Linked DNA regions of Sus scrofa: regions 1, 2, 3 and 5 are each linked to region 4. Evidence: chromatin contacts called from public HiChIP or PLAC-seq data. All regions are on one chromosome and are shown on one strand. The core of a region is the stretch at or near the end of the contact, and the rest is flanking DNA. Distances in the headings are between cores, read along the strand shown. Region 1 overlaps CUX1 (protein CASP). Region 2 overlaps CUX1 (protein CASP). Region 3 holds the start of SH2B2 (SH2B adapter protein 2). Region 4 has its middle 37 kb from the start of MYL10. Region 5 overlaps CUX1 (protein CASP).

Region 1 (3,984 bases), core at 462-2,961, 320 kb before region 4:
CGGCGGCCGTAGCTCCAACTGGACCCCTAGCCTGGGAACCTCCACTGCCATGGGTGCAGCCCTGAAAAGCAAAGCAAAAAAAAAAAGAGAGTCCTTAATGTGAGGCTTTACATGCTAAACCATTTAGAGATGAAAAGAAAGGGTTCTAGATGCCTCAGAATAAAATGGGGCTGGGGACGGGGCCAGGCGGGCCAGGCGGGCCAGGCACGGCCTGGCTGGGCTAAAAAATTTTTAAGAAGTATAGGGTGATAAAAAGCACAGACCACCTCAATCGTTTTGTGACCCTCCGTCACCGCTTGTCAACCCTCAAGGCAGCACGCATGACAACCGCCACGCCACGGCTCGCACAGAAAAGCGGTGACAAGGAGGCCCATGCATGGGAGGAGGCTGCAGGGGGCCCCTGGGCAAGAACACAGATTAGGAGCGGGCAGTCTAGCTCTGTCCGTCGGAGACTCAGTTCTCTGCTAATTTTTGTCATGTCAGTTAACCTCTCAGAATCTGTTTACTCACTCAGCAAAGAGGAGGGAAAAAAAGCGCCCGGAAAGAACGTGATTGAAAAATCATACATAAATATTCTTAGATACAGAAGAAGTGGCTTCTGGAGAGGACACCTGAGCCCCACCCTTCATCCCACCACCAAAGCGGCTCTCGGGAGTGTCTCTGCATGGGCCCTGGAGGGAACAGAGGCCGCCTCCCTCTGTTCACTGGGTGCCTGTCCCCCGGGAACTGGCGGAGGTTTCGGGATCTTGGGCAGAGGACACACACGGCCAGCAGGGCTGTGGACCCAGGCTGCTGCATCCGTACTTTCCGATCGCTGAGAAACGTCTTGGGAGGGCTGCCGTGTATAAACATTTGTCAGGCTCCCCTTCACGTCCTTAGGGTGAAACGTGTCAGGAGGCCTTTCCGGCGGCTGGAGCGCTGCTTGTCCACGTACAGCTTTCACTCTTTCAGAACCGCCTCTCAGATGGTTCCTTCTCCCTGTTGACTTAACCTGGAAACGCCCTGCCTACAGCCGGCAGGTGCGTCCGCTTCCGGGCCTGCACCTGCTGTCCTCACCGCTCCCGCAGGCACCAGCGGGAACCGCAGGCGGCGGGAGAAGGCCGCCCTGCTCGGATTCCCGGGCGGGCGAGGAGGGGGGCCCTGAGGCCAGGGGGAGTCGGGGCCACAGGGAGCATCCGACTAGGGTAAGTAAGAATCCTGCTCTGATTCCCGAACGTGAGGAATTCTAATTACCCGCTTCCTGCCCTGAGTACTACTTGGTAGGAACTGTTTAGAAAAGGTTTGGTGGCAGAGAAGCTAGAAACGAAGGATAAAAAAAGCCCTCCAGTTGCGTTCCAGTTATTACTCGCAGCTCCCTTCCCCTCCCTCCGCCAGGCCCAAGGCCCAGACAACTTCCTGGGCCCAAGAAGAGGCTCGGGGCTGTTCTCCTCTGATCACACCCACACCCTGGGGCCTCCCTGGCTACACAGCTCCTGCTGGTCCTACAAGCTGCTGCCAGAACTCCCCCCCACCGCCCCTGCACCTGGTCCTTCCGCAGTCACTGCAATGCTTGGCTCACCTGTGGCTTCAGGGGCCCTCCCAGCATCTGTCCACAGCCCCCACCTTGCAACTGCCCTGCACTTCAGGCAGCTGGGGCTTGTTTCCTTTACCCGCAGGGCTGGGAAGTGAAACTAGAGACCCAGGCTGCCAAAGGCGGCAGCGCATTCCGAGGAAAGCCAGCATCCTTCCTCTTCCTCTCACTGGCACCGAGAGTCTGCATTTCGGCAGCCTAAGTGCCTTTTTTAGGGCAACGTGCAAATGAATAATTCAGTGGTTCCTCCTCTACTGGTGAAGTGTTAGACAAACAATTCAGACGGGGCCAGACTTGCTGGCCCCACGAAGACGGTCCCTTCCCTTCGTCCTGACATCATCGGATTTGGCCATGAATCTTTAAGAACACCCTCCATCCTGTCTGATCACTAAAATACCACAAAGGAAGTTCACAATACTTAGAGGTAGGGAAAAAATAGAAAGGTTAATTGCCACAGAAAGTTTTCCCTCGTTGCCAAGCAAACAGTCCATCGGGGCGTCACCGTTAATAAGGAACTCTGAAAATCCTAGGCAGGGAATGCCGCCGTCACATCAGGTTACTGAGCCGCTCACTGAGCTTTTAAATCCCAATCCAAGCCTTACGAAAGTACCTTCCCCACGAGGCTCTGCTCGAACTCCCAGGTTTCACTCTAAGAGGCTCATTGATTCTGTGTCTTGTAGTAAAACCGCCTGGAATACTTTGGGGAGGGAGGTGTGATGCAAATTTGAAGTTAAACAAACCGCCTTCCTGGTTTCATTAGAGACTTCATTTTGGAAGGGATTCTTAGTGGACCAGCCAAACCTTCTTCATACGTTCATGGTTGGTTGGGAAACTTCAGCTGATGGAACCCCGGGGGCCCTCTGTCAGGAAGACACATTCGGCAAATAACTGCCTTACAGCTCGGCTACGCTTGTGACCCCTGATGGACAGCGTGGCTGTGATTCTGGACGGGAAATTGGATCCAGTCACTTTCCTAATGACGGGGTAAGGGGTTTAACCCTTACGGGAGGGCCCGGGAGATGCAGGCAGTAAATTTCTGAGTTTAGGAAAAATTAAACAATTTGACGATAAGGACAGATTTGTCTTTGTTTGTACCTTGGGATCTATCCAGTAAGCCTCGAGTGTGTGAAAAATATTTACCGTATGTATGCCAGGGAATAAAGGTTTCTTCTCACTCACTGATAATCTTGCTAAATGGCAGCTGCTTTGTGAAGGAAGGCAGAGGTGGTCCTTGGAAAACCCAAATAACGTTAAGGGGTTCACCAGGAGGAACGTACAGGTTAGCGTATTTCAGAAAGGATGGGTTTCGCGGCAGAGGTGGATGTCGGGAGGCATAACTGTGTCACATGTCGCTGCTGTGCTTGACATGCAACAGAACAGCGGCAGAGCAGGGTGAGAGAATCGAAAATAAGCACATGGCTCTTCAAAGTTTCAGGAGGGCTCCATGGTTTTGCACCTGACACTGAATTTCAGAAGTAAGACGGGACCTGGAGCAGGGCTGGCCTGGAAGGCTAAGGACATTCAGAGAGTCAGTTAAGCTTTGTGGTTCATCTTCCTTAAATAGATTAGAAAGCTTATGACAGGGATATTCTAAATTATAAAAAAAAAAAAAAAAAGAGTATCAACCGTAAAGAAAAATGTGAGTTAAGAGTTACATTGGTAAATGTAACTAGGCCAAATTCACCTATAAAAAGAAAACACCTATTTGAAAAAAAAACCCCAAACCCAAAAAAACCAAACCTAACAAAATGTAGCAGAAACACACCTTCACGTAAAAAGGCAAAGACGGACTAGATTTTCCTTTAAAGGCTACGGTAAGGTTTTGAAGCCACACTGGCCAATATTATATGTAGCAAAATAACATTACAGAGAAAGAAGTCGTACTGAGAGGCACAGTAAATCATAAAACAACAAGCTTCGACTTGTCTTAAATCACGAGGCCAGAAAAATCTATAAAATGCGTAGTATAAAAATGGAAAGAAAAGCAATACACAGAAGTGATATCCTGCTCAGAAACACACGACACTGCTTGGTGAATACGACACAGGTTAGGGTTCCAGTGACACAGAGCCTGAAACCCAGGTCACAGCTGAACTTAAATGGGGGAAGTACACGAGCGCTGGGCCTCAGAGGGACCCTCGCACCAAGAGTCCCCACTGCTCGCCACAGGGACATAAGAGAGAGGTGCCTTTTAAGAACAGCAATGAAAGACGAAGCTCAGATGGCCCAGCCGTCACAAAACAAGCCCAAATTCCTACTTGCAGGTAACGTGGTCACAGGCTCACCAGATCCGAGGGATTGACTTGAGCAAAGGGGCGGAGACAACCCATGAATTCGGCAAAGCCCCATGTCTTTTTGGGCAAAGCCCCCGACATAAAGGTCTCCGGACCAGTAATACAGACCTAGAAGATGAA
Region 2 (4,020 bases), core at 885-3,384, 400 kb before region 4:
GGTTTCTGAGCTAGGGGCTCGAATTGGAGCTACAGGTGCCGGCCTACACCACAGCCACAGCAACGTCAGATCCAGGCTGAGTCTATGACCTACACCAGAGCTCATGGCAACGCCAGATCCTTAACCCACTGAGCAAGGTCAGGGATCAAAACTTCAGCTTCATGGATGCTAGTCACATTCGTTTCTGTTGTGCCACAACGGGAACTCCCAGTTTTATTACTTCTTTTTTTTTTTGAGTGGGGCAAAAATCGACCCCAAGCATTACACCCTGTGGGTTCTAGAAATATAGTAAAATATAAAATCAACTTTTGTTTAACTCCTGCAGAAGGAACCTAAGAAACTGCCTTTTTGCTTAGGAATGAAACACATTCCATGAGTGTATAGCGGGTGCCTTGTGTCAAGCTCTGGGGGAGGTACCAGCTGAGCTGGGCTGGACTAAGCATTTCAGGGAAGAGCACTGCTCAGCTGCAGTCTCTGCTCTGCACTTTCCTCGGGGTGACCTTAGGCAAGGGACTTCCGGGTTTTTTGGTTTGGGGTTTTTTTTTTGTCCTTTTGTCTTATTGTCTTTTCTAGGGCTGCGCCCACGGCATAGGGGTTGGATCGGAGCTATGGCTGCCGACCTATGCCACAGCCACAGCAATGCCAGATCTGAGCCGCGTCTTCTACCTACACCACAGCTCATGGCAACACCGGATCCTTAACCCACTGAGCGAGGCCAGGAATCGAACCTGTGACCTCATGGATACTAGTCGAGTTCATTAACCACTGAGCCACGACTGAAACTCCTGGTGCCGCTTCTTATCCCTCTCTGTTGGCTTATAAAATTCTCCTCCAGTGCAGTTCTTCTTTCCAGACCCCGTGCATCTCAGCCTCTTCTGGGATATGCAGCCAGATCTGTGCAGGTGAAACTAAGCTGCCCTGGGCTCTCCCACCTGACTTGCCAGCCTGCTCTCTTGTGGAGCTGTGTTTGACAGAAAGCATTTGCTGAGCATCTGTCTACTCTAGGTCTGGGGCTGAGCTCCTGACTAAGATTTGAGGTTCTACTGCTGTTTCTCCTGCCTCCCTCTTCTCTTTGTTGCTTTTTTGGCTGCCCTGTGGCACACAGAGTTCCCGGGCCAGGGATCAGATTGATCTGAGCCACAGCTGAGGCAACATCAGATCCTTCAACCCACTGTACCAGGCCAGGGATGGAACCCGAGTCCCAGAACTGCAGAGGTGCCACTGATCCTGCTGTGCCACAGTGGGAACTCCTCCCCCTTCCCTCTTTAGAGATGAATTTGCTTAAATGCTCGAGTGAGCCACCTCCACGATGACCAGCCGACCACCATGTGACAGATCACCGCGATAACCAGGACTCCCCACTGCCGGAACCCAAGGAGACCCAGTGGCCCCATGGAAATTCCTGCCTGTTGAATGCCGTGTAGGTGGCTGTCTCAATCACGGCCCATGGGAACATCATTTTCTCTGGGGCCCCACAGGACTGGCGTAGTTGCGTCTGGTTATGCCAGGGTGACAAGCATACATGTAAGGCCAGCGTGGGTGGAGCCCTCATGGTTCCTCAGCTGAAACAAGTGGCAGCAACAGACGATCATAGACAGGGGCTGAGGGAGGAGCTTCATCTCACACTGGGCACTGCCCCATCTGCCAGCTTCCCCTGGAACGTCTGATGGGGCCCAATAAACTCCCAGGTTCTGAACACACTGGAAGTTTTTTTTTGTGTGTGTGTCTTAGGGCCACTCTCGAGACATAAGGACCTTCCCAGGCTAGGGGTCAAATTGGAGCTACGGCTGCTGGCTTATGCCATAGCCACAGCCATACCAGATTCAAGCCGCGTCTGCGACCTATTCCACAGCTCACGGCAACGCCAGATCCTTAACCCGCTGATCCAGACCAGGGATCGAACCCTCAACCTTACGGTCCCTAGTCGGATTCGTTTCCGCTGTGTGGAAAATTCTTAAATATTAGACGGGGTGCAAAAGAAAACGTTCCTTGCTGATGAAGGTGACGTTAGCTGATCTGGCTTCATGGGAGAGCCAGAGACCTGCTGCCTGAGCCTCAGCCCCAGGCAGCTTTATCCCTCATGGCAGCACTGGCCCGAGGCCGGCCTCCCCACGCGTGGGCGGGCTCCCGAGAAGACAAAGGAAGTACATGAGCTGAGCACAACCAGCTTATTCATCCTGAATCAGCCCATCGGATAAGAACAGAGGCAACGCGAGGCCAGCAGTTACAATGATGGAGCTCCTTCTACACAGAAGGAGGCTTCAAGAGCAGGATCGAGTGTGGCCAGGGGGAGTGGAGGGGAGTTTGGGCAGAGGTCCGCCAGAGCCGCTCCTTTGCCAGGTGCTCTGCAATCTTGATGGCACTTTCTAGACACAGAGGTGATTTGAATGTGCGCTTTCAAGTCTTCTGCAAGTCGTGGCCATTTTAATGCAAGGATCGTAACTCTGGGCGGGGGCGCAGGACGCTGCAGATTGCTGCGTGTCTGGGTGTAGGTGCAGCCAGTTACACAAAACATCTCCAAAGCCATTTTCCCTGGCCCTGCTGGGGCCACTCGTGTTTCCAGATCCCCCTTCGGCCCTCAGGCGAGCAGCAATTCATTCATTTTCCACAATTCAAGCCAAAGATTTTACCCCAGTCCTTTGTTCTATGAGAGCACCAGGCCCTTCCCTGCTTATGGTAAGTTATTTAACCCCTCTGGGCTTTATGTTTTTCATCTGTAAAATGCAGGTAAAACTGCCTCTCTTAGATGGTTGTGGGGGTCCGGTTAAAACACGGAGCTGTACAGAGTTCCCATTGTGGGGCAGCGGAAACCAATCTGACTAGGAACCATGAGGTGGCGGGTTCGATCCCCAGCCTCGCTCAGTGGGTTAAGGATCCGGTGTTGCCGTGAGCTGAGGTGTAGGTGGCAGATGCGGCTTGGATCCTGCGTTGCTGAGGCTGTGGCGTAGGCTGGGGGCTACAGCTCCGATTCGACCCCTCGCCTGGGAGCCTCCATATGCCGCAGGTGCGGGCCTAGAAAAGGCAAAATAAACAAATAAATAAACAAACAAACCACGGAGCTGTAGAGTCCAAGGTGATGCTCAGCAACGCTTCATTAACTCACACCTTTCCCCAAAGAAAGGGGCCTGCACTACTTTAAGTATGAGACTAATCGGACTACTTGGAAAACAATACTGTAAAAGATCCTGAAAAGCACCCAAAAAAAAAAAAAAGAAAAAAAAAAAAAAAGAAATCACGCCGACATCCATGGTCACCAGCTATGGAACCACGATGGCATCGTGGAGAGGCGCTTTTCTGTGTGCTCACAGCAGATGTGCGCCAACTCTAACTGCGTGACTCTGCACGTCTACATCCGATAACATGTAAAAAGCCAACTACCTGACCCACCGCCACGTCCTCCGTCCCCAGCATGCCCAGGCCAAGTGCCTGGCCGGTCGCCCTGTAAGCGGTGGGCAGCCAGGCTCTACAGGGCGCGTCGGCCTTTCCCCTGGGCTGCGGGCACGCGCCCCGGGAGCTGGGATTTTGCTGCGCTGAGCGCAGAGCCGTACCTGTAATTGTGGAACCAGTTGATGACGGTGCTGGTTTTCAAGTTGAGCTGGGTGGCGAGTTCTTCGATGGTTTTTGGTGACGGGTATGGCTTTTGCTGATAGGCTCGTTTCAGAGCTTCTTTCTCTTCAGGGGCCAGCACGACTCGGGGTTTCTTCAGCTGGTGCTGGGGCTGGGGGCTGGCGCCCTGGCTGTAGTCGATGCCAGCGGAGGGGGGCTCGCAGGGCTGGCTGTCGCTGACCGAGCTGTGCCGCCGCTTCATGTAGGCTGGGGGAGGGAGAGAGGTCAGACTGAGATGCAGGCCCCGAGGGAGAGCTGCCCAGGCCCCCAGCCCCCCTGCCACGCGGTACACTCCCCTCGTGCTCTGTGCCATCTGTGTAGACTGTGGCTGTCCCGCCCTGCTCTTCCAAGAGCAACTCCAGACTCTCGAACCAGAACCACCTGAAGCCCAGCACACACTCATCAAGGACCCGC
Region 3 (3,955 bases), core at 6-2,505, 430 kb before region 4:
CCCCCAGGAGGAGGTCTCTTCAGAGGTCACCTGGGGCTGATGAGCGGACACAGCCCTATCTTCCTCATCCCTGCTCGGTTCTGCAGCCTTCAAACTCGCGGCATAGACTAGGACAGATCCCAGTCTGGCTAAAAAAACAAAATCCCAGTCTGGCTAAAAAAACAAAGACTGCTACTGGCCTTTGCAGGTGCTTGTGGACTGACCCCTGGCGGGCTGAGAGCCTCCAGGAGGCTTCTCAGAAGAGAAGGAGGGGCTCCAGCAGGCCTGGAAGGTGCCCAAGAGGAGCAGAAGGGTATCGGTGTGAGCGGAAGTGTGGAAGGGCCGCTCAGAGGTCAGACCTATTGCTTGCTCCTGGAGAGAGGAAGAGGGTGCCAGGCTCCCGCCCCCCTCTCGGTTCCTGGCCCCAACCCACGTCCTGGGATCACACCAGCAGTTAGATCAGCTCCTCGCTAAACTCTCTGCCGCGAGAGGTTGTTCTGTGATCTGTTGTGGTCTCCTGGCCAGCCGGGAGTGTCTCCATCTCTTGCCCCCACCCCACCCCCGTCATGACCTCTGACCTTTGTAGAGAGCCCTTTAACCTTTCCCCAAGCCAGTTCACATCTCTGACTTCCCAGGAAGCAGGACAGGCAAAGAATGGTTTTTATCCCAGTCTTGAGGATGGAAAGGGTAGGGCCTAGAGGGGCGTGCTGGGAGGTGAAGGTGGAGATTGGCCAGGAATCCGCACCTCCTGCCGGCCAGCCCTGGCCTCCCTCCACCGGGGCGCTGAAGCCAGGCACGCCTGGTCTGAGGCCCTGGTTCCTTAGCCCCTTCCCTTCTACACACAGACCGCCCTCTCGGCAGGACCTGGCCAGCAAACATTTACGGAGGCTTAGGTGCAAACCAGCCATGGATTGGAACTGCACAGAAGCCTGGGCATCTGGCTGGGAACCAGACCCATAAATGGGGCTGAGGGGTGTGGGAGTGTGGGAGTGGCTTGGGAGGGTGATCCCTGCACAGTGGGAGAGAGGGAGGGTCCACGCTGGGTGGCCTGGCTGCGGACCCCACCCTCTTGGGGGGATGGAGACTGGAACCCCCAGGGGACTAACCTGCTTCCAAGTAGTAGGCTGAGCTCCAGTGGTGGGTGGTCATTGGCCAGGGAGGGTCGTGGGGTGTGGAGTCCAGGGCAAGACAATGGCCCTGATGTCCAGGGAGGAGGAAGCGAGGAGGACTCTGACCTTCAAGGAGGAACTGGTGGGAGAAGTGGAAGTGGCTGGGGTGGGCGGGGAAGGAGGGGAGCTGTGATTAGCCAAGAATAGCTCTGTCATGGCAACGGGAATGAGGGTGAGAGATGAGGGGCCCATCTGGGGTCCCCAAGGGCAGGCCCTGGGGCCTTAGAGGAAGTTCTGATGGGGTAGATGACAGGGGTGCTGGGGGTGGGGCCCCAAAGGGGGGTGCGGCCCTGGAGGCACAAACTCTAGAGTATTTAGGGCTAAAACTCAGACATGGATACCACAGGGGACTCGGGCCTGGTGGACTGCTGGGTGGTTGCTGAGTGCGCCTGGCCAGTGGGAGAACGCCAACCACCACGGACCAAGAGGAAGCCCTAAGTCTGGGTGGGAGGGGACCCATATCAGTGGGGTTGGGCTGGAGGCCAGGCGGCCCAGAACCTGTGGCTCAGGGGTGTCCCCTTGCAAGGCTGTCACTCAGGGGACTTGATGGGCATGGGCCCCCACAATGCCTGGCCGGCAGGGCCCCGGGGGAAGGGAGCATGTGCGTGGCTCCAGGGCACGCAGAAAAGGAACGCAGGGATTCCCCAGGAGCTGCTGTCACACATGCAATCGCAGCATGAAAAAGGAAGGGAATTCTCTTTGCGATTGCGTTGTTTGCTCACGAGAACTCAGACGCTGCGGGTTTGGCTTCCGCAAAGCCCTGGACGACTCAGGGAATTCGTGGTGACGGGAAGTGGGGCAGAGGCCTCCCACGTGTGGGGACCCGTGCTCCACATCAGCAGAGCAGCTGTGAGGTCGGTCCAGCCAGCAGCTCCTGGAGGTGTTGCTGCAGGAACCCGCCCACCTGCTTCCTGTACCCCCGGGGTCACAGAGCTGCGGCACCAGTGTGGCTGCAACAATGTGTTTATTCAAAATGTGCAAAGCTGAAGCAAGTGCAAATCTAATTTAGGAAGATCTGCCAGTGGCCTCAGGGTGGCCATGCTAGGGTGGCCCACAGCCAGCTCTGCTTGGCTGAGAAGCACCTGGGCCCCTCAAACCGGTCCTTGGGTTTGAAGAGCCTGGGGTGTAGCGACTCACTGGAGATTCCTCCTCACTTAAAAGCCAGAATAACTTGCTAATAAGAAAGCAAACATTAGAGTGGCTCCAAGGGCTGGGAGGGGGCAACAGAGACTATCCTGCCCTCTGGGGCTCCTTCACTTCTTGGGGTGGGGTGGGGTGGAGTTGGGGTGAAGGCTGGACTCAAAGCCTGCTGGCCTGCAAGGAAGGGCTTCCACATCTTGGGGAGAGGGTGATGGATCCTAGGGGAGCCCAAGGGGATCCCAGAGCCTGGCACAGAGAGGCCTGCGGACGCCAACCGGATTAACTACTGCCAGAATCAGGGGGAACTCAGTGTCACAGCTGGGATGTCTCTGCCACCAGGACTCGTGGTCAGGCTGCAGGTGGGACTGGGGCTGGGTCACCAGCCTGAGATGGGCCTGAAGGGGTCCCTTTGGCTCAGCCTGGCTTGGCCTTGGGAGTTTTCTGGACCTAGGGGGCCTGATGTGGCTGAGACCATCTTTTAAGGGGGCCCCAGGGGACCTGGGGCACTGTTGGGTGGAGGGCAAAGGCAGTCTACGTGGGGAATTCAACAGGGAAGGGAAGCCTATGTCATTAGAAGCAGCTGAACAAGCAGGGGAGGGGAACGCAGCCATTACCATCCTGGGGGAAGCCCCAGGACGTCACTGCCACAAGTCACCGGCTGCTGCCCCGTGGTCATTCTCGTGGAACTTGTGCAGGTGATCGGCAAACCTGTGGGCCACAGAGACCTTTGCTGAGGCCAAGTGTGAGAAGGAGAGGAATGTGGGGGGTGGCGGAGGGCACAGGGATCTCCCGGGGCTAGGCTGGTATGAAGGTCGTGGGTGGACCAGATGGGGGTAGGAACGGGGGGCGGGGGACCTAAGAATGCGCTGGTGCTGGGGGCTGAGGGTGGGGCTGTGGCGGGGCTCGGCCGGGAACTCACTTCTTGGCACAGAAGGTGGCACAATCCCGCTCCACGCTCTCGCTCCATGCCAGCTTGTAGAGCACCTGCCCAGAGAGAGACATGATGAGCTGCTTGTCCTGCTTCATGGCCACTCCTGTGTTCCAGCTATGGCCCCTGGGCTTGGCTTCCTGACTTCTGAAGGTTCTCGTGGCCCGGGCCCCAGGATGGGTAGGCCTTAACGTTGCTCTCGTGCCCGCCCGTTTCACAGATGGTCAGATGGTCCTGGGCCTACTGCTGGCAGGGCCAGGACCTCCTGCCCTGGGCTGAGTTGGAGCCCAGGCTAGCCATATTGGGGCCATCTTGACTGTGGCCTTGCTGGGGGTGGGTGTCTATGAGGCTGGAACCTTCCATAGGCACGCGCTCCCCTGCCTCTGCCCCCACGTGGTGGACACGCAGCCATCACTAGGCCCGCGTGTGTGCTGTGCCCACCCCCTGGACGGTCCCTCTGCACCCGAGGAGATTCAGCTCGAGGTGTCCCTTCTCTGTGCAGCCCACCTGGCTGTCTCTTAGTAGAGTTAGTTAGACTTGTTTTCCCACCCGTCAGCCTCCCGCAGTGGCCCTTCCCTCCCCCAAGGCCCTCCTCTCCCCCAAACCCCTCTAGGACTCGGCCCTGGAAAGGGTCAGCCAGGCCCCTTCCATGGAGCACCCAGGCTGCTGCCCCAGCCGGAGGGCCTGATGAGGGGGGGTTGTGGTCCCCCGGAATGAGGATGGGGGCGGTGAGGCCCCT
Region 4 (4,274 bases), core at 472-2,971:
GAAGTTCCCCAGGCCAGGGACTGAACCCATGCCACAGCAGCCACCCAACCATTGCAGTGACAATGCTAGATCCTTAGCCCACTACACCACAAGAAAACTCTAACCTCCAGATTTTGTTCCTTGTATTTTTTTTTTTTTAACATCCCCAGGTTGGAGTGACTTGTAAACCTGGGTTCCCAGATGGAGGGAAGCATCAGGCCTCAGTGGAAACCAAAGACATGAAAGCTGGAAGATGCCAAGGAGGTCCCGGGAGAGGGGCAGCTGGCAGCATGCACGTCAGCTGGAGCCATTCTCTTCTCATCTGTTTTACAGCCCGGGGTTCTGCCTACGATTTCTCGTGTAAAGCACGTTTGATGGCTGAAACAGAATGAAAAGCCACTGATCTTGTCCAGGGGAGTAGGTACTGGCTTTCTCCCTGCAGGCCTCCCTGCCAGCCACTTGCTTGAGGTGTGGGCCGGACCAGCCAGCACACATGGATCACGTGGCCACGAGTGGGGGCGAGTCAGATGGGTGGGAGGCAGCTACCGTGGCTGTGGACCTGGGGGCAGTCAGATCCCGCGATGGGGCAGCAAGGCCACTGTGGCACAGAAAGTGCGTGGACTCGTCAGGGCTTGGCCACAGCTGTCACTTAGCAAACACTGCTAAATGGAAAAGAGCAAAGCTGGCCGCGCTTAAATGCATGCCTTAAAAGTGTTGGAAGAGTTCCCTGGTGGTGCCGTGGGTTAAGGATCTGGCATTGGCACTGCCGCAGCTCCAGTCCCTGCTGCGGCGCAGGTTGGATCCTTGGCCGGGCACTTCTGCATTTTCCTTGAGCAGGTTGAGCATCTCTGTCATGACCCTGCTTAGAGCTTAGAAAAGCCTTTTTTTTTTTTCTTTAAGTGTTCAAAGGCCAGCTTTCGCTGAACCCATGTCCAAATTAGGCCAACTCCATGCTGGGGGCTGCCTGAGTTCAGGAGAGCCCTGCCTTCCAACCTCGCGGATTGATCAGCTCTGCAGTTCCTTGGGGCAGAATGAACAGATGCTCCATGGCTTGGGTCTGCTGCTGTGTCTCCCTCCCCTTCCCCTCCACTGTCGAACCTCAGAAACCATGTCCCCCTTGTGTTTGATGGTCCCCCTGAGGCCGGGAGGTGACTCTGTTAAAGTATTTAAAAAGAGGCAGAGGCAGAGATGGAGAGAAAGAAGGAAGGAGAGGAAGAAGGAGTAAGTGGTGTCTGCCGCTTTCTGTGGTGTAAATTCTCCCGCCGTGGCCGGGGGCACCCGATCCCTCTCCAGGGGTGGGTAAGTAGCCTCCACATGTCACTACTCAGAGCCTACCCGCCCCGGCCTGTCATTCTATTGATGACACTCCAAGCAGAGCCCAGGACATGTAAATTGGGGCTGCTGCTCTGGAGAATAGTACGAAGGTTCCTCAAAAACCTAAAGACAGAGTTGCCGTATGATCCAGCAATCCTGCTCCGGCTTCGATGTTGGTTCTGGGATCCCTGGGGACCACCGGGGCTGGCTTGGCCTGAACCAGCCCAGCCTACCCCTCCGTGCTCAGGGCATTAGCCCTGTGACTGGACGGCAGGGCTTTTTTGGTTATACAAGGTGGGGGATGATGTGTTCGGGGGTGACAGAGGCTTGGGGCTCAGTGCAGGCATCCCCCCAGAGCCACCCTCTCCCCGCCGTGTTCTGCCTCACCCCGCCTCTTCAGTGACGATGCATGTTGTAATTTCATCCTTTCGGTCTTCCTCTTTTTTTTAAAGCTGCGTGGTACATGGAGGTTCCCAGGCCAGAGATCAAACCGGAGCTGCAGCTGCTGGCCTACGCTAGAGCCATAACAACACCAGATCTGAGCCTCATCTGAGACCTACATCAAAGCTTGGGGCAACACAGGATCCTTAACCCACTGAGTGAGGCCAGGGATCAAACCCGCTTAATCACAGAGACTAGTTGGGTATTTAACTGGCTGAGCCACAACGGAAACACCTGGTCTTCCTTTTTTTGTTTTCCTTTTAGGGCTGCACCCCGGGCATATGGAGGTTCCCAGGCTAGGGGTCAAATTGGAGCTGCAGCTGCCAGCCTCCACCACAGCCACAGCCACGTGGGATCCAAGCCATGTCTTCAACCTACCCCACAGCTCATGGCAATGCTGGATCCTTAACCCACTGAGTGGGGCCAGGGATCGAATCCAAATCCTCATGGATATTGTTTGGGTTCATTCGTTATCTCTGAGCCACAACAGGAACTCCCCTGGTCTTCCTTTTTTTAAAAAAAAAAGAAAATTAATATTTTGCTTTGGTTGTGTCTAGTCTCTGCTCTGGTTTGCTGCTTGACTGTGTTGGTCCCTGGGCCCCTCTGAGCCACAGTCTCATCCCCTACCCAGTCTTAGTCACCTTGCGCCCGTGTAACAAAGTGGACCATAGACGACGGGGCTTAAATAACAGAGTTTTTTTCCTCACGGTTCTGGAGGTTGGGGTCTGAAGGCCTCCTCTATGTCTCTGGAAGCTGAAGGGGGGCAGGGATTGGGCTGATTTTGCCAAAGAGGGACCACGCTCTTCCTTGGGATGTGGGCAGCTGTTTATCAGATGCTTCTGAGCTGCAGCCTGAGCCACGGTGAGGCGCGAGGACCCCGGCATCAAGAGGGCAAAGGAGACATAAAGTTTAATCCCTAAGCCACTGTCCCTTGCGGAGCACCAAGTCCGTGCCATGCCCGATGCCAGGAGTCCTCCGTGCCCACCTCATTTTTACTCCGTGAGCTGGGATCGATCCCACTTTCTAGGTAAAAAACTCAGAGAGAAGAAAGGACCTGCGGGGGGTGGGGGCTGGCCGCCACCCCGACTCGCAGCTTCTTGTCCCTCACCTATTTATCCGCCTCGGCACCACCGCCTAGAAGCAGGTGCCTTAGAGAAGCCGGCCAGGCCCCTGGAACCAAGTGAGCAGCCCAGGAGTCAAGTGCCGAGGTAGTAGAGAAAGCCTGGAGCCCGGAGCCTGGAGGAGAGCTTGGGCCGGGGTCAGGGGCATGAGCACCCGAGGCAGGGGGATCTGGTGGTTGAGCCGCCTGGGAGAGGTTGACCGGGCACCAGGCTCTGAGGTCCTCCTTGCGCGGACCGGCCCGTCCAGCCCGATCCTCGTTAGCGTGGCGCCACCTAGCGGCGCCATGGGGAGGCGACTGCGCCCTTCTTTCTTGGCACTCTGGGTGCTGCTTTCCTCTGGCCTCGGAGCCCCCACGAACAGGGTGGAGAGGGAGACCAGGAGGGAGAGGCAGCCCCTGGACCTTGCCCAGCGGAGCAGAAGGCGACACCTGATGCCTAACCATCTGTACGGGCAGAGGCAGGGGCTGGAGGGAGGGAGGTCGGCACACTAAGCTTTGACCCGGACCCTGGTCTCTGTCCTTTGCCCCTTCCTCAGCCCCAGACTCTGGGCAGGAAGAGGAGGCAGGAGAAGGGAGAGGACATTCAGACTGGGTGGTGAGGAAGACAGGTCTGGAGGATTCAGCTTGGGTGGCAGAGGTCCAGGTACAAGCCCGGGGGCTCAGGGTAGGGCTGGGAATACAGAGAGACAGGCAGGCTTTGGGGTGGGGGCCTGAGCCAGAGGATCTGGGGATGGGAAGGTCAAGGACCTGCCAGGGGCTGCCAGAGCCCCGAGGCTGGGGGGGTCTCCCCAATTCCCCTCCAGTAGAACCCCCATCGTGAGACATGGTCCCTTCTCTATCCTGACCCTCTCCTCCTTCCCCTGCACAAGGAACACACATGGTTAAGTCAGATACAGTGGACATCTGTGGGAAGGGGGGGTCCTGCAAAATCCTTGTGATGCCAGGGGGGTACCTGTGTGCTCTCACCCCCAAGCCTAGCGGGACGTTGTTCCGGCTCTGCTCTGAATCTGCCAGGGGTCTTGGGTGAGCCACGGTTTTCTCACCAGCAAAAGACCCTGTGACCCTGGGCAAGCCCTGCCTGTGAAGCCGGAGGTGTCTGCGGTCCGGGGGCCTAGGGTTGAGTGGGGGCCCATTGCTGCTGGAACCTCAGGGCAGGCGGGCTGTGAACACCGGCTTTAGGATGTGGGGGGCGTTAGTGTGGTGGTGGTGTCTGTGTGTGTATGCGTGTGAAAGTGTGTAAAAGCACTTCCGTGTGTCTCTGTGGGTATGTGACTGCACGTCTCTGTGTGTGTGAATATCTGTGTGCGAGTCTGTGTGAATTCGTGTCTGTGTGTAGCATCTGGCCGTGCATTTGAGACAACCTGCCCTCCAGGCGCCTGCCTCCCTTCCCTACAAACTCCTCCCAGCTGGAGCCCCTTGT
Region 5 (3,911 bases), core at 833-3,332, 380 kb before region 4:
TCGGAATGGCTGGGAGAGCTGGAAAAGCATGAAGGCATGTAGGGGGATACAGGGAGGTGACGCCAACAAGTCACCCCTCAAGGGAGCGTGCGAGAAGCACACCCTCCTCTGCCAGCGTGCAGCCCAGTGGGGGCTGTCTGTGAAGCCCCAGCCGCCTCTCTGCACCCTGGAAGCCTCTCCTCTCAGGAAAGAGCCGCCCCCCGCAGGAAGGAGGCTTTGGGGGTGAGACAGGGCAGGCCGAGCATCCTGGGCCCGGTGCTGCCACGCACGCAGGGCACCCCAAAGGAACAAGGAGCCCCCTTCTGTCCTGCTGTCCATTATTTTTCTTATTGTATCCGCCTCAAGGCAGCAATAGTGTAACCTACATAAAGGACAAAATTCTTCTGTAATCCACTTTGCCTCTAGTATTTCAAAAGAATAAAAGGCTTTTAAAAAAATAAATTAGGGACTTTTGCTTTATAAAAAAAAAAAAATGGAGTTTCCACTGTGGCTCAGCAAGTTAAGAACCCAATGCGTATCCATGAAGAGGAGGGTTCGGTCCCTGGCCTCGCTCAGTGAGTTAAGGATCCGGCACTGTCATGAGCTATGGTGTAGGTCCCAGATGTGGCTCAGACCTGGTGTTGCTGTGGCTGCGGCACAGGTTGGCAGCTACATCTCTGATTGGACCCCTTGCCTGGGAACCTCCATATGCCGCGGGTGCGGCCTATCAAATAAAAAATAGTAGTAATAAAAAAAAAAAGACCTCTGAACTAGGGGCTTCTAATATTTTCACTATTTCCCAAAGCTTCCACACACATACCATGTCCTCACCCATCAATGAACCTCTGCCCACACAGAGCTTTCCCCCGGGAATGTCCTTCTCCCCGACCCCTTTGCCCTTCAAGGCCCAGCTTCCCCCTTGGGGCGCCCTCAGCACTACGCCCCACCCCACCCCCCGCCATGGGCCTGAGCACATACGTACCACGTGACAGACGACAGTAAGGTGGGTTGTGCCTGATCCCAGAAACCTGTCTTTTCTGATCTTAGAACAGAGGATTCCTTTATCTGGATGAAAGTAAAATGCCCTCATGCAGGGTCCACTCAAGAAAGAGAAATGAATGGGCACTTGGTTCCTCTTGCGGCCAACTTCATAGTCAGTGAGTGGGTGCAGGAAGCTCAGCCCCAGGAAAAAAGAGCAGTGGCCCCTGCTTAGGGAGGACACATCCAGAATTCTCTTTTGTTTCTGCTGTTGTCTATGGCCATGTATAAATCAGTTATGTATATATGAATCTTTTCAGCTATTCAAAATAAATGAGGGTAAGAATATATATATATATTTTTTTATGGCTCCACCAGGGGGGATCAAACCTGTGCCACAGCAGCAGCCCAAGACACAGCAGTGACAAGGTCGGATCTTCAACCTGCTAGGCCACCAGGGTACTCCCAAGGATAATTCTTTTTAGAGAGCATCAACAGTTACTTTCCTGATTTATTTCCATGAAAGAGAAGCGGGGGAAAAAGAAAAAAGAAGAAAGAAAGAAAAACAAAACAAAGCAGATCAGACCGAGTCTAGGGCAATGAATGAAGCGTCTTGCCTGCTTGAGACGGCGCCATGGAATCTTCTGGGGGTACAGCTAAGCCCTTTCCTTTTCCTCTTAATGTGTTATCCCACTGCCCCTCCCTGACTTAGTCATTAGAATTGAGGAACTGACTGCTTATTCAAGGAAGCTGCATCAGGGTCCTATTGCTGAGTTCAAAGCGCTGAAACGGTAAACACGTCCTCCGGGTCGGTCCGTGGGTACCAAGCGGAGCCATTACGCAGGTCAAGAAGGAAAGCTGGCCTGTCCCTACTGGGGGCGGGGAGGGGGCTGCGTACGGCCACATACAGCCTGTTACCCTGTGGTCCCCGTGTCAGGGAGGGTCACACGGGACCACCCACGTTAGAGATGGACTAACAGCTGCCGCCTTCTCGAGAGGCAACTGGTGCTCTGCTGTGTGAGAACAGCGACGTGGAGCCATGGAATTCTCCATGGGCGGAGACTTGGAAGCCACAGTTCCTGCCTGACACGCTGGGAAAAAGCTGGGTACTTTATAATTAATCCGAAGAGGCCAGGCCAGCCTCTCCCTTAGTACAGCTGGCAGGGAAGCTTGTTAGCTACTGCAACGAAACACTCCCCCAGCACAAAGTCACAAGGCTGAGTCGGTGGGTGTGGGTGGCGGGTGACTCCTCTCTGCGTTCTCCCTAATGCAATGACTAAGTCGCATCCAGGAAAATTTGTTCCTTCCTCTTTCCTTCTCCCCCTTTGAGAGTCGTCTCCTGTCTCCTTTCCCTTGGGGCAAATAGATTAATCACACCAAGGAGCCATGAATAAGAAATGAGCTTTAAGGAATGAAAAGGAAAAAAAAAAATCCAATCTCAGATCATATCTATGTACCTACCTACCCACAGACACACACCCCTTCATTCCATCTCATGGTTTTCTTCCTTTTAAAAAACCCTGTCGGAATTCCCTGGTGGCTTTGCGGGTAGAGGATCCAGCTATGGCTTGAGTTCAATTCCTGCCCTGGAAGACTCCACGTACCACAGGTGCGGCCAAAAAACCAAAACCAAAACCAAAAACCAACCAACCAACCAAACGACAACAAAATCCCACAACAGCCCTGCTAACCGATAAGCAAACACTGGGGGCCACACTCGAAGAAAACCAGGCTGATGGGGCCCCTCCCTTCTTCTGAGAGCGCGCCCCCTGCGCCTGGCGTGTTGCTACAGTCAGCAGTGTGGGGCCACTAATGGATAAGAGCTGGGATGGGAGACAGACGAAAGGGAGACCCCGAAAACCGAGCCCAAAGCACCCCTGCGCCTCCGCCTTCAGACAGGCCTGCTGCATTAGGGCAAAGGCAGCCCGAGACGCCAGCTCAGAACTGCTGGTGGGAAACCGGACTACAGGGAACAGAGGAGCAGGTAACTGCTCTGAAGTCCTGTCCTTTGCAAACCGTTTTTGCTTTTTCTTTTTCTCTCTCTTCTCTTTCTTTCTTTCTCTTTCTTTCTCTCTCTCTCTCTCTTTCTTTTTTTAAAATCACTCCCCCTCTGTTCTCCTTACTCTTCATCGAGGCATCAATAGCTTCCAAAATCAGCATGGGTCACTTGCTGAAAACAGCACGGATGTCCCCCCATGTCCAAGCCCATTCACCCCAATGCTGGGATCATCAAAGGAGCATTTAGAAACGGTGACATCCTCCGGGAGGAAAAAAAACGAAGACGCACTAGACCCTGCAGCCTCTCTCTCTCCTTTACCGTAAAACCCATGGGCAAGTCTGAGATACCGATCTTAGGGAAAACGGAGATGGCGAGGGCAGCAGAGCTGGGCAGAGAGAGGCCGACAGGAATCCTCAGTGAGGAAAACATTCCCGTGTCAGCAGTTTGCTGTTTAGATGAGCGAGGCCCTCCACTCCCAGGGCACCTCATCGCCATGGTAACTACGGGCAGAGCCAGGCATGGGAGCCGCGCCATCTCTGCTCAGACCTGGGCTGTGGCCGGAGGGCGGGTCTCCCATGGCCCTTCCACCTGGGAGGCGAAACCCATGGCCAGGTCGGTTCGGTAGCCTGAAATCTCAAACGCCGAGGGCTCCCCATCAATGCTCAGCGACAGACCAGCCCAGGGTTAGAATTACCTCCCTGCAGCCATCTGGCTCCACCGTGCTGAGCTGCCCTCGGCAGAGGCCTCCTGGCGCCAAGGACAGAACATCCTTTTGGGTCTGGGGGCCTCTTGGTCACCACGGAGAGAGCAGGGAATCAGAATCCTGGAGAAATTCCAGGCCAGAGGTGTGCGAACCTGCCTTTGGGGGAGCAGTGCTGAACGCTTCCTCAGAGACGCTGATTTTTTAAGCTGCCCAAGAAGATTCTGGAGTCTTCCAGAGTCACTCATCCCAACG

Evidence for each region. HiChIP or PLAC-seq counts read pairs in DNA pulled down with a chosen protein or histone mark.
Region 1: a contact with region 4 is called in an H3K27ac HiChIP or PLAC-seq map of alveolar macrophages. The contact joins two enhancer-like sites. A contact is called at or near these places in 3 of 47 Hi-C or Micro-C datasets (embryonic fibroblasts, heart right ventricle and skeletal muscle) and 2 of 2 datasets of contacts at active chromatin or transcription factors (alveolar macrophages and skeletal muscle).
Region 2: an H3K27ac HiChIP or PLAC-seq map of alveolar macrophages shows a contact between it and region 4. The contact joins two enhancer-like sites. A contact is called at or near these places in 2 of 47 Hi-C or Micro-C datasets (embryonic fibroblasts and skeletal muscle) and 2 of 2 datasets of contacts at active chromatin or transcription factors (alveolar macrophages and skeletal muscle).
Region 3: an H3K27ac HiChIP or PLAC-seq map of alveolar macrophages shows a contact between it and region 4. The contact joins the promoter of SH2B2 here to the enhancer-like site in region 4. A contact is called at or near these places in 1 of 5 promoter capture datasets (liver), 17 of 47 Hi-C or Micro-C datasets (alveolar macrophages, blood, brain and 8 more) and 1 of 2 datasets of contacts at active chromatin or transcription factors (alveolar macrophages).
Region 5: a contact with region 4 is called in an H3K27ac HiChIP or PLAC-seq map of alveolar macrophages. The contact joins two enhancer-like sites. A contact is called at or near these places in 1 of 47 Hi-C or Micro-C datasets (embryonic fibroblasts) and 1 of 2 datasets of contacts at active chromatin or transcription factors (alveolar macrophages).

Annotation. Positions count from the first base shown.
Region 1 is chr3:9,557,443-9,561,426 of Sscrofa11.1, reverse strand. The region is part of intron 8 of CUX1 (protein CASP); the gene reads right to left. It overlaps LOC110259890 (a long non-coding RNA gene), which reads left to right. Exons shown (of 2, transcript XR_002342308.1): 2 at 1-3,209. Among named protein-coding and RNA genes, the nearest start is that of SH2B2, 110 kb to the left of the region's middle. Within about 2 kb of position 1,711, at least 16 of the 83 cell types and tissues checked have an H3K27ac peak or open chromatin away from gene starts, as enhancers often do. A contact at or near this core is called in alveolar macrophages, where this site is marked.
Region 2 is chr3:9,637,040-9,641,059 of Sscrofa11.1, reverse strand. The region is part of intron 14 of CUX1 (protein CASP); the gene reads right to left. Among named protein-coding and RNA genes, the nearest start is that of SH2B2, 32 kb to the left of the region's middle. Within about 2 kb of position 2,134, at least 7 of the 83 cell types and tissues checked have an H3K27ac peak or open chromatin away from gene starts, as enhancers often do. A contact at or near this core is called in alveolar macrophages, where this site is marked.
Region 3 is chr3:9,668,138-9,672,092 of Sscrofa11.1, reverse strand. It overlaps SH2B2 (SH2B adapter protein 2), which reads right to left and starts at 1,255. Exons shown (of 9, transcript XM_021086271.1): 1 at 1,086-1,255. The coding sequence starts at 1,128. It overlaps CUX1 (protein CASP), which reads right to left. Exons shown (of 23, transcript XM_021086269.1): 22 at 3,208-3,272; 23 at 2,094-2,996. The coding sequence ends at 2,927.
Region 4 is chr3:9,233,713-9,237,986 of Sscrofa11.1, reverse strand. No RefSeq gene overlaps it. Among named protein-coding and RNA genes, the nearest start is that of MYL10, 37 kb to the right of the region's middle. Within about 2 kb of position 1,721, at least 3 of the 83 cell types and tissues checked have an H3K27ac peak or open chromatin away from gene starts, as enhancers often do. A contact at or near this core is called in alveolar macrophages, where this site is marked.
Region 5 is chr3:9,610,357-9,614,267 of Sscrofa11.1, reverse strand. All of the region lies in intron 14 of CUX1 (protein CASP), which reads right to left. Among named protein-coding and RNA genes, the nearest start is that of SH2B2, 59 kb to the left of the region's middle. Within about 2 kb of position 2,082, at least 10 of the 83 cell types and tissues checked have an H3K27ac peak or open chromatin away from gene starts, as enhancers often do. A contact at or near this core is called in alveolar macrophages, where this site is marked.